Linked DNA regions of Mus musculus: regions 1 and 2 are each linked to region 3. Evidence: chromatin contacts called from public ChIA-PET and promoter capture Hi-C data. All regions are on one chromosome and are shown on one strand. The core of a region is the stretch at or near the end of the contact, and the rest is flanking DNA. Distances in the headings are between cores, read along the strand shown.

Region 1 (2,917 bases), core at 336-2,835, 300 kb after region 3:
TTGCCAAAAATTTCTGAGAAACATGAAGCTGGCTATGTTTTTCCCCATGCAGGGGCATGACCCAAAAACAAGGCTATTCTTCCAGACCAGAGCCCACAGTTCAACAAAAACAGTTCATCACAAATGCAAACCTGAAACCCTTCTAAACCAACAAACCCCTACAATTTAAAATAAGATTCTTATTTGCTTCAAATGGCCCAAAATACATAGAACATGTAAGCTATACACTATACTTTGTGGACTGCAGAGTACACATTAAGAAAAAAAAAGTGTGGTAAAATACATGTCTTAACTAGGTACTCTGAGAATTTCAAATGCTACTATAAAAATGGGTGGTATAACCCGTTAAAAAGTTTTCCAAGTGTTCTAAATCTCCGGAATCTACAACAGCCCCAGGGACACAGACAGTGAGGATGTGGGTCCCAGACAAGGAGCACGACCCCATGCTGCAACAACTGCCCTTCCTGAAAGTGTGTTTCTATTTTCCACGAAGGATACTTTTTGGCTTGTAGATTATTCCCTGCGCCTCAATTCAGTTGCAGTAGCTGTTACTTTGAACTTGCTTTTGATTTGGTGCTCAGCATGGTCTTTGAAGCTCTCTGTTCCTTGAGGCGTGGGTTATGACCACGATGATGGCGCTCGCGTTCTGCCTGCAGCCGCTGCCGCCCTCTGGTCAAGGCTTCTAGGTACCACTGCTGCTCCTTCGCCAGCTGCCGGTGCTTTTCCAGCTGGCTCCTCACAGCATCCAACCTGCCGTACTCCTGGCTCAGTTGCTGAAGCTCCTTGCGTAGCTGCTGGTTCTCCCTGTGGAGACTGCCACAGAACTCAGAATGAGCCTGCTTGGCTGCTAGCGCCAAGGCCTTGTACTTCCTCGTAAGCCCCGTGGTGTTGATCTGCCCCAGCTCCATCAGATGCCACTCTTGCAGCTCCTTCTCCATCAGTGCCTTTTCCCGCAGGAACTGGAAGTGCGCCTCCCGGTCCTTGGTCGCAGTCTCACTTCGGACTTTCTCTTGCTCCTTCTCCAAGGTCTGTATTTTCACGTCCTGGCCCTCCTTTATCTTGTAAACTGGCTTCAGTGCCTGCAACTGCTGCTTCAAATCCTTCTGGGTCTTTCTGCCCTGCAGGAGCTGGGCTTGAAGAGCTGCGTTTCTCTGGTTGTATCTGGATGCCAATTCTTGTCTCTCGCGTTCTATCTCGCCACATTCTTGGACGTACTGCTTCCACAGCTCCTCCTGTTTCTTCTCACACTGTTCCTTATTTTTACGCAGGTATTCCATGAAAAGCTGGTTTTCAGCCTGCACACGGTATTTTTCCTCTAGTAGCTGCCTGCTGTCCTTCAGCAGCCTTTCCCGCCGGCATTTGGTTTCTTGGATTTGCTGGCTCAGCTCCTTCATCGCCACCACTGTCTTCCTTTTTACCCGTTTCTCCAAGCTCGTTAGCAACTTTGGCTTGAGATATGTATTTAGAATAGTAAGGTGTGGTGTTGGCGGGGGTGCATCTCCAGGGCTCTGGGCAAGCATACTCCTTGAATCCCCAGGTCAAGGAGAGTGACTGCAAGAGAGCATGGGATGGTGGTTTGTTGTTTCAGGGCACAGAGTCCTGAGCAAATGTTCCCAAGGTTTCTCCCTCTGGTGGTCAAGGCGACCAAGCGACACTCAGCCTGCCAGGAAGTCAGAGCAGGTCAGAGGCTGTCCAGGGCTTTTCTGACTCTCTTTCCTTTTTGTTAAACAGTCACACTGTTTGTTGTCCAAACCAGTGCCAGGAAGTCCAGACAGGTGTCAGAACAGCATATGTCCTCCCTTCATAACGAGGAGGGTAGAGAAAACAGACCTGCTTGACTTTTAGAGTTTGTCAACATACTCAGCCTGGATTCCAAGTCCGGGCCTCACCACGCAGTGCATGAGGTGGCTGAAGCTGAGAGGGGTTTTAGGCCAGGCCTGTATGAGCACCGATGACCCAGCACCAGTAAAGTCCATATAGAACATCTAAGGTGATTTAGGACAATCATCACTCAAGATTTCTGAACCAGGGGTAAGAGTCCAGAGAATTGGTTTCTGTGGATATATGACTGCAGTTTTAAGGACTACCCGCTAATTGCCTTCTCCCCACTCACAAAGAAACCCTCTGTCCAATCCTCAGAAAGCTCTGAGCCTAAGTGGGGGTCCTTCAGATGCTAAGGTGGCTAAAAGGCCTACCCAGCCTCTGGCAATCGACTGTGCATGGAATGTCCATGTCTTCTGCCTTCTCTTGGTGTGTATAGTCTACATCAGGGTGTCGGGGGCTCTTTCTGCAGACCCAGTTCCTAGTGGGGCCAAAGTTAAGGGCGACTGCAGAGTCTTCTGTATGCTGTTCAGTGTCTCAATCCTTGAATACAGATAAGATCTCTTAGAGTTCATGAAAGGATGTGGAAGCTCTAAGAAGTAACATCTTCGTCCAGGACTATAGGTAGTTGGATCTGTCGGGCCCCCTGACCCCTGACCCCTGACCCCCGACCCCTTTGGCTCCCTTGGCAAGACTGTTATACTCTCCCAGAGAGTGATTCCCTAACTGCCCAAGGATTCTTCCAGTGATGGTTTCCCAGACTGCTCCCTTGAGATTCTGATTTGGGTGTTTTGGAGAGGAAAGAGGGATCTGGGGTTAATGCAATGATTCTTGCCATCAGAGTTTGACAAACACAGCGGTCATATCCCCTCACACCACAGCTCCCCTCACCCCATGGCCCCAAGCTGGAACTCAGCCTGTGCCGGATGCCTTGAAGATATGAAACCACGGGGCTTCTATAATCACTGTCCCCATGAAATCTAAATATAAGAAGACACAATGCCCATGTTGGGTAATAGCTCTGCTTCTATAGGCTCTGCCTTGATTTCCTGGAGATTCAGGATGTGAGACACAGACGAGTGCCCATAACTGGTAT
Region 2 (2,764 bases), core at 179-2,678, 290 kb before region 3:
ACTCAAACACGCACATGTACCACCCACACAGCACACACATCACTCAGGTACACTTACACATCCCTCACTTGCACATGTCAAAATCACTTGCACATCTGTATGCATGCTGCTAGCACATACACACAAGCCTACAGAATCACGCTTTAACTCATGTGCACATACTAACTCGTGCATGCATAAACACCATCACATATCTTCTTTTTTTTTTTCAAGAGGAACAAGACTTTATTGAAACATTAGGTTTAAAAGTTTGGGGGCTGGGGAGATGAGATGGATCAGGGGTTAAGAGCAGTGGTTGCTCTTCCGTAGCACCTCAGTTCAATAGCACCCACATGGCAGCTCACGTCGTCCAGTTCCAGGGGATCCGATGCCTTCATCTGGATTCCGAAGGCACTGATGCATACTACACATACATGAAGGAAAAATGAAGTTTGTCAACTCTGCTCGACAAACCAGCACTGGTGCCTGGAGACCCTAGATAGGCATTTCTGCCCTGGGCACTTTCCTGTGTGCCAACCAAACAGGGAAAGTAACCCGGCCATGTTGGCTTAGATACCACAACCAGAGAAAATCAAGAGCATTTAGCTAACAATTGTTTACAATTTTAAGGCTAATCCGTTTTACCCAGAGTTAACTCACCACACATTCTTACACAAGCACACACTCATATATACTCGGCATCATCCTCACACACGCATAATCACATTTTCATGTGCATACATACTAGCTCACACACACACGTAATAGACTCATGCGCACACAGTAACTGGTGCCCACACTCATGCATGTGCACTCCCCCTGAGGAAGCTTCTGACAAGAGGATTGCCCCTGATGAGAGATGGGAGGTGGAAACTGCCAAGGTCCGTTGGAACGGTTGGTGATTTCAGAGACAGGGATACTAGAGGGAGGCACACATGGTCCAAGGCAAAAATCCTTTCCTCTCTAGAGGACCTCCTTGGCTGCCCAGGGTCACACATATCATCTTGACGCCCTGGGCTGTGTCCAGCCCTCTTAGACTTTCTTAGGTATGGGCAGCTTGCAAGGTAGCCTGGGCCTCTTGTCAATGTGGATCTACAGACAGGCTCTCATCACAACCATCCCTTGACTAGACGTGAGGCCTGGTGCTTTGATCTGAGGTGGGGCTTTCCATGCCCCCGTGACTAGAGTCCTTTTCACTTTGCTGGATAAAAAGCTGAAGAACACTCTGTCAAGTAAAGCTGAGATGCTGGCCAGGTAGGCCCCAGACCAATCAACTCCCTTGTCAGTAGACAAGTCACTCCATTGATAATTAAACAAAACAAAACAAAACAAAACAAAACAATAGAAGGATGAGCTTTAGTGTGGTGTGGAAGTCAGAGGATAGGAACCTGTTCTCTCTTCACTGTGTGGGTCTGGGAACCATGTGACTCTGGGGACTGAAGGCACATTGGTAGGTTTGGTGGTAAGATCCTTTACCCTCTAAGGCCTCTGGGTAGTTAGTCCTGGGCCGCCTCTGATCCTCCCGTTTCTGCTTCCACAGAGCTGAGATCACAGGAGAGTGCTACTATAGTTAGCTTTTTAATTAGCTCTTTGTTCTTCTGAAGGAGAGAGGGCTTCAGAGCCAGGGCTGGCCTGGGAAAAGCATAGTGTTTGGAGGCGAAGGTAGATTATGGGCCCTCCATGCTTGCCTCCTGCCCAGACCTGCTGCCAATAGTGTGATGGGCTTTGCAGGCCCCACCTTCCCCGGCTGTGCTGCTAGACTGTGGACTAAGGCTTGCTGCTGGGTTCTCGCAGGCACCACCACCACCCGAAGCAGTTCCTCTTTCCCCAAGGCACAGCTGCTTCTCTGACCTCACTTCCACATCTGAGCTTTCATCTTCTACTGTAAAGATAAAAATACCCTCGCAGCCTCCCTGGTCCTGATGCTAGCCCAGCCTGTGGCTATCTAAAGTGAGTGTCTCTTGCATCTTCTCTTGGTTCTTTGTCCCTTTGGGCTTTGGGCTTCTCTCCCTCAAGGATCTAGCTACTAGTTATTTTTCCAGAGGCTTCCTTTGTCCTGATCATCAGCCCTGCTGTGTCCCATCCTGCTCTACTACTGATGTAGCCAAAGACACCCCTCTGTCCCCTCCCTGTCCAGCTGACCTCCCCAGGGCCCTGGGTGTGGTCCTCTGAGCATCCCCTGGCTCTGTAGGCTGGTCGCCTCACTCCTAGTCCTTTTCTGCATATCCCTATCCCTGCTCTGTGGGTGGGACCCCTTCTTACTTGGCCCATGCCCTGGGTCTAGAGGCCTGTAGCTGTGACTTGGGCCAGGAGAAAGAACTTCATGTAGGATCATCTTCTTGCCTTCTCTGCAGTAGCTTCTCTGCATCTGCCTCCTTGCTTGGACACATGGCAGTCTCTCCTCACTGTGGTGCAGTATCTGAAAAGTCCCATACCAGACCCCACATCAGCTGGATTTTCTTCTGTGTTATCTTCTATTTTCATCTCTTTTTCTTTTCTTTTTTCTTTTTTGAGATAGGGTTTCTCTGTGTAGCCCTGGCTGTCCTGGATCTCACTCTGTAGACCAGGTTGGCCTCAAACTAAGAAATCTGCCTGCCTCTGCCTCCTGAGTGCTGGGATGAAAGGCGTGCGCCACCAACGTCCGGCTTCTTTCTTTCTTTTTTAACAGTCTCATTCTGTAGCCCTGACTGGCCTAGAACTCATGTGTGACAGGTCTGCCCACCTCTGTATCTTGAGTGTCAAGATTAAAGGAGTGTGCTTCTACATCTGATTATTTTCTTGTTTT
Region 3 (2,863 bases), core at 212-2,711:
CACACACACACGGCCTCTGTCTGCATGACTTCCACTGGGTATCTGACTTCATTATTCCCATCAGATTTACTCGACAGCCTCTTTCCAAATTATGCCAGCCCCTTAGTTCCCATAAACACTTGTAGGCGACTGTCCTTCCTGATTGGTAGTTTGCCTGGGCTGCTGTCGGTCAGGGGTGGGGGTGGGGAGGTGTCCCACAAAGATGCCTCTGAGACACACTTGAAAAACAAATCCTCCAAGGTTCATTATTTCCACCGCTCTGATCCACCCCTCCCCCAGCATAAACAACCTCGGTGTCCGCCTTCCCGGACAGACAATCCTGCTCTGGAGGTGCGCGGGGAGGGGTCGCCCTGGGTTTCCACTACCCCTCCCCAGCCCAGGCGGCTCGGCTGGCCTTAAGACATCGGGCCGATTCCCTTTCCTAGACCTCCCCTCCACCGCCCCCCCCCCCAGGGCTGTCTGTCCCCGGCCTCCTGCGCACTGGGCCCCGGGGTCCCCGCAACCCACCCGGCCGCTCGGCCCCGGCCTGGCCCTCACCAGTTGTAGGACGGACACTTACTTGAGCCCTAGGCCATTGAGGTGCTGTCCTATGAGCCTAATGACATCCTCATCGGACTGCGAGAGCCGCTTCTTCTTCTTGAGGCTGCTGCCCAGCTCGGGGGTGGCCTGGGCGGCGGCGGCGGTGGCGGAGGCCGCGGCGGCCCCGCCGGGAACCCCGTTATTGACACTCAGGCTGTTGCTATTGTTGCCAGCGGCGGAGGGGGCGGCAGGCAGGAGCCCGTTGGCGTGGGCCAGGTCCCCCGCGGACGTCGCCGAAGGGGACGACTCCCCGTTCTGCGCCGACAGGCAGGCGAGCTCCGGGGTCTGGCCCTGGCCCCCGCCGCCCCCGCCGCCGCCTCCTCCCGCCCCGTTGGCCTGCATGGTGCCGCCGCTGACCAGGCTGTGGCCGCTGCTCCGCTGCGGGGCGGCGGGGGCGGCCGGAGGCAGTCCCACCACCACCACCACGGAGGAGGAGGAGGAGGAGGCGGCCGGCGAGGGCGAGGGCGGGGGGGGGAGGCCTGCTCGGCCCGCCGAGGCCCCGGGCTCTCCTGCTCCCTCCGCCGCCGAGGCTCGGGGCTTCTTTCGCGGGGGCGGGGAGGCTCCGCCGGCGTCCGAGTCGGAGGAGGAGGAAGCGGAGGCCAGAGTTTCCTCGCCGAGAGAGGCCGTGGTGGGAGGCCGGCGGGGCGCGGCGGGGGTCGGCGGGGCGGGAGGAGGGGGAGAAGGAGGACCGGGCCCTTCCCCCCCCCTCCGGAGGCGCTCGCGGCGCGGCCCGGGGGCTCGCGGGCACTGGGGGGGGCGCGGGCCCGAAGCTGGGAGCCCGGACGGCGGCGGCGGAGGCGGCGGCGGAGGCAGCGGCCGCCTCGGTGCTGGGTCCGCGCCGCTCCGCTCCCTGGTGTGTTGATTCTTCCCCCAGCTGCTGTCTAATGGAGTCCGGGCGCTGGCGTCACAGGAAATGCCTATACTGCCCTCCTCGCTCACTTCCGGCAGCAGGTATGGAACCTATAGGGGGCTGTCACCCGGCACGTGTGTGTCCGGCGGCCGGGGTGAGGCCGTGGGGTGAAGGCGAGGGCGGCCGGGGGTGGGGGTCCGGCCCCGGCGGGGAGGCGCGACTCAGCACGACCTGGCCCGCCTGTGCGAGGCCGCCCTGGCTCCCCGGGTCAGGCGTGCGAGCTCGGCCTGCAGTAAGTTCGCAGCCTCGCTCCGGGGCCCTGCAGGGTGGGAGGCGGAGATCACGTCCTCGCCCTGCACCCTGAGTGACCCAGAAAGGAGCGAGCGGCCGGCGTGGAGGGGGCCGCAGACGCACTGGCACGGGCCAGGGTGGGGCCGCCGGCGGCCTGGTTTTGCAGCTTGTGACTTCGAGCACAAGGGTGTGCTAGGCCCCTGGCCACCGGCTTCTTGCTCTGCACTCAGGATTTAACCACTGCCTCGGTTTAGGGTGGAAACACTTGAACTTGCACAGCCAAGCACCACACACAGTTGTATCCGTGTCAGTCCAGGACAAGGGAGATGACAGCAGAGCTGAGTGTGCTCCACCCTGGGAAGGCGAAGTCGGCCGTAAACTGCCTTCCCTCTGGGAGGAAAAACAACAACTCGTGGGGGCAAGACGTTTCAAAGGCTGAGGGTGTGTAGAGGCGCTTTGCTTTGGAGTTTTACTAGGTTTGTTTTGTCTTTCTTTTAAGTGCTCGCTCAGATGTCTTGTTCCTGGTTCCTGTACCTCTGACCGAGGGGTGGGATTGGGGCACCGTTTCAGATTCTGGTTTGAAATTTTCAAGTGGCCGGAGTTTCACTGTCCCAGCGCTTTAAACGGCTTTCTTGAGTGGAGAAACACAGCAGCAGAGAACTGAGTAACTATGTTACTCTGTGGCAAATGGTCCATGGGGCCCTAGTCAGTTTCATGGACTTGGGTCGTAGCATGTAGACCTGGTGTGGACAGATATTTTTCCTGACGTGACTTCCATTTGGGAGGAAAACAACAACAAAAAGACCAAACAAACAGACCCAACAGCCTTAAGCAATACATCTTATGTCTCTGAAATTTACAACACTCACAGCTCAGTAATTTTTAGGTCTTTGGGGACAGCCTTTTTTAAATTTAGAAGTGTAATAAAAATTAGCCTATGATTTGTCAAGAATCCTGAGCTCTCTTCATCTTGAGACTGGGAAGAGAGACAGAGACCAGGGCAGTCTTACAGAGATCTAGCATTGTGGCTGTCATGCTTTAAATATGCTTTCAGGTGTCAGCTGTAATTGCAAAGTGACTCACATACGGTGTTTGTATTCACCTGAGACAGACCTTCATTTTAGCTGAGGTTCATAGGGCACA

What was found. Promoter capture Hi-C pulls out the DNA fragments that hold promoters and counts their contacts. ChIA-PET counts read pairs in DNA pulled down with a chosen protein or histone mark.
Region 1: a promoter capture Hi-C map of embryonic stem cells shows a contact between it and region 3, with 2.0 times the contacts expected there. The contact joins the promoter of Ccdc121 here to the promoter of Wdr26 in region 3. A contact is called at or near these places in 3 of 39 promoter capture datasets (embryonic stem cells, hippocampal neurons and neural stem cells), 1 of 115 datasets of contacts at active chromatin or transcription factors (craniofacial prominence) and 1 of 9 other capture datasets (embryonic stem cells).
Region 2: a contact with region 3 is called in an RNA polymerase II ChIA-PET map of memory CD8 T cells, with 45 read pairs. The contact joins the enhancer-like site here to the promoter of Wdr26 in region 3. A contact is called at or near these places in 4 of 39 promoter capture datasets (the HPC-7 cell line, embryonic stem cells, hematopoietic stem and progenitor cells and 1 more), 3 of 115 datasets of contacts at active chromatin or transcription factors (embryonic stem cells, memory CD8 T cells and pancreatic cancer cells) and 1 of 9 other capture datasets (adipose tissue).

The regions. Positions count from the first base shown.
Region 1 is chr1:181,509,866-181,512,782 of GRCm38.p6, forward strand. Ccdc121 (coiled-coil domain containing 121) reads right to left here and starts at 1,586. Exons shown (of 1, transcript NM_207280.3): 1 at 1-1,586. The coding sequence starts at 1,520. The coding sequence ends at 549.
Region 2 is chr1:180,920,688-180,923,451 of GRCm38.p6, forward strand. Gm39715 (a long non-coding RNA gene) reads right to left here. Exons shown (of 3, transcript XR_865785.2): 2 at 2,242-2,398; 3 at 1-403. Among named protein-coding and RNA genes, the nearest start is that of Gm32199, 10 kb to the left of the region's middle. Within about 2 kb of position 1,429, at least 112 of the 459 cell types and tissues checked have an H3K27ac peak or open chromatin away from gene starts, as enhancers often do. A contact at or near this core is called in the HPC-7 cell line, memory CD8 T cells and pre-B cells, where this site is marked.
Region 3 is chr1:181,210,517-181,213,379 of GRCm38.p6, forward strand. It overlaps Wdr26 (WD repeat domain 26), which reads right to left and starts at 1,462. Exons shown (of 14, transcript NM_145514.5): 1 at 560-1,462. The coding sequence starts at 921. Gm38664 reads left to right here and starts at 920. Exons shown (of 6, transcript XM_011238899.2): 1 at 920-983; 2 at 1,294-1,530. The coding sequence starts at 920.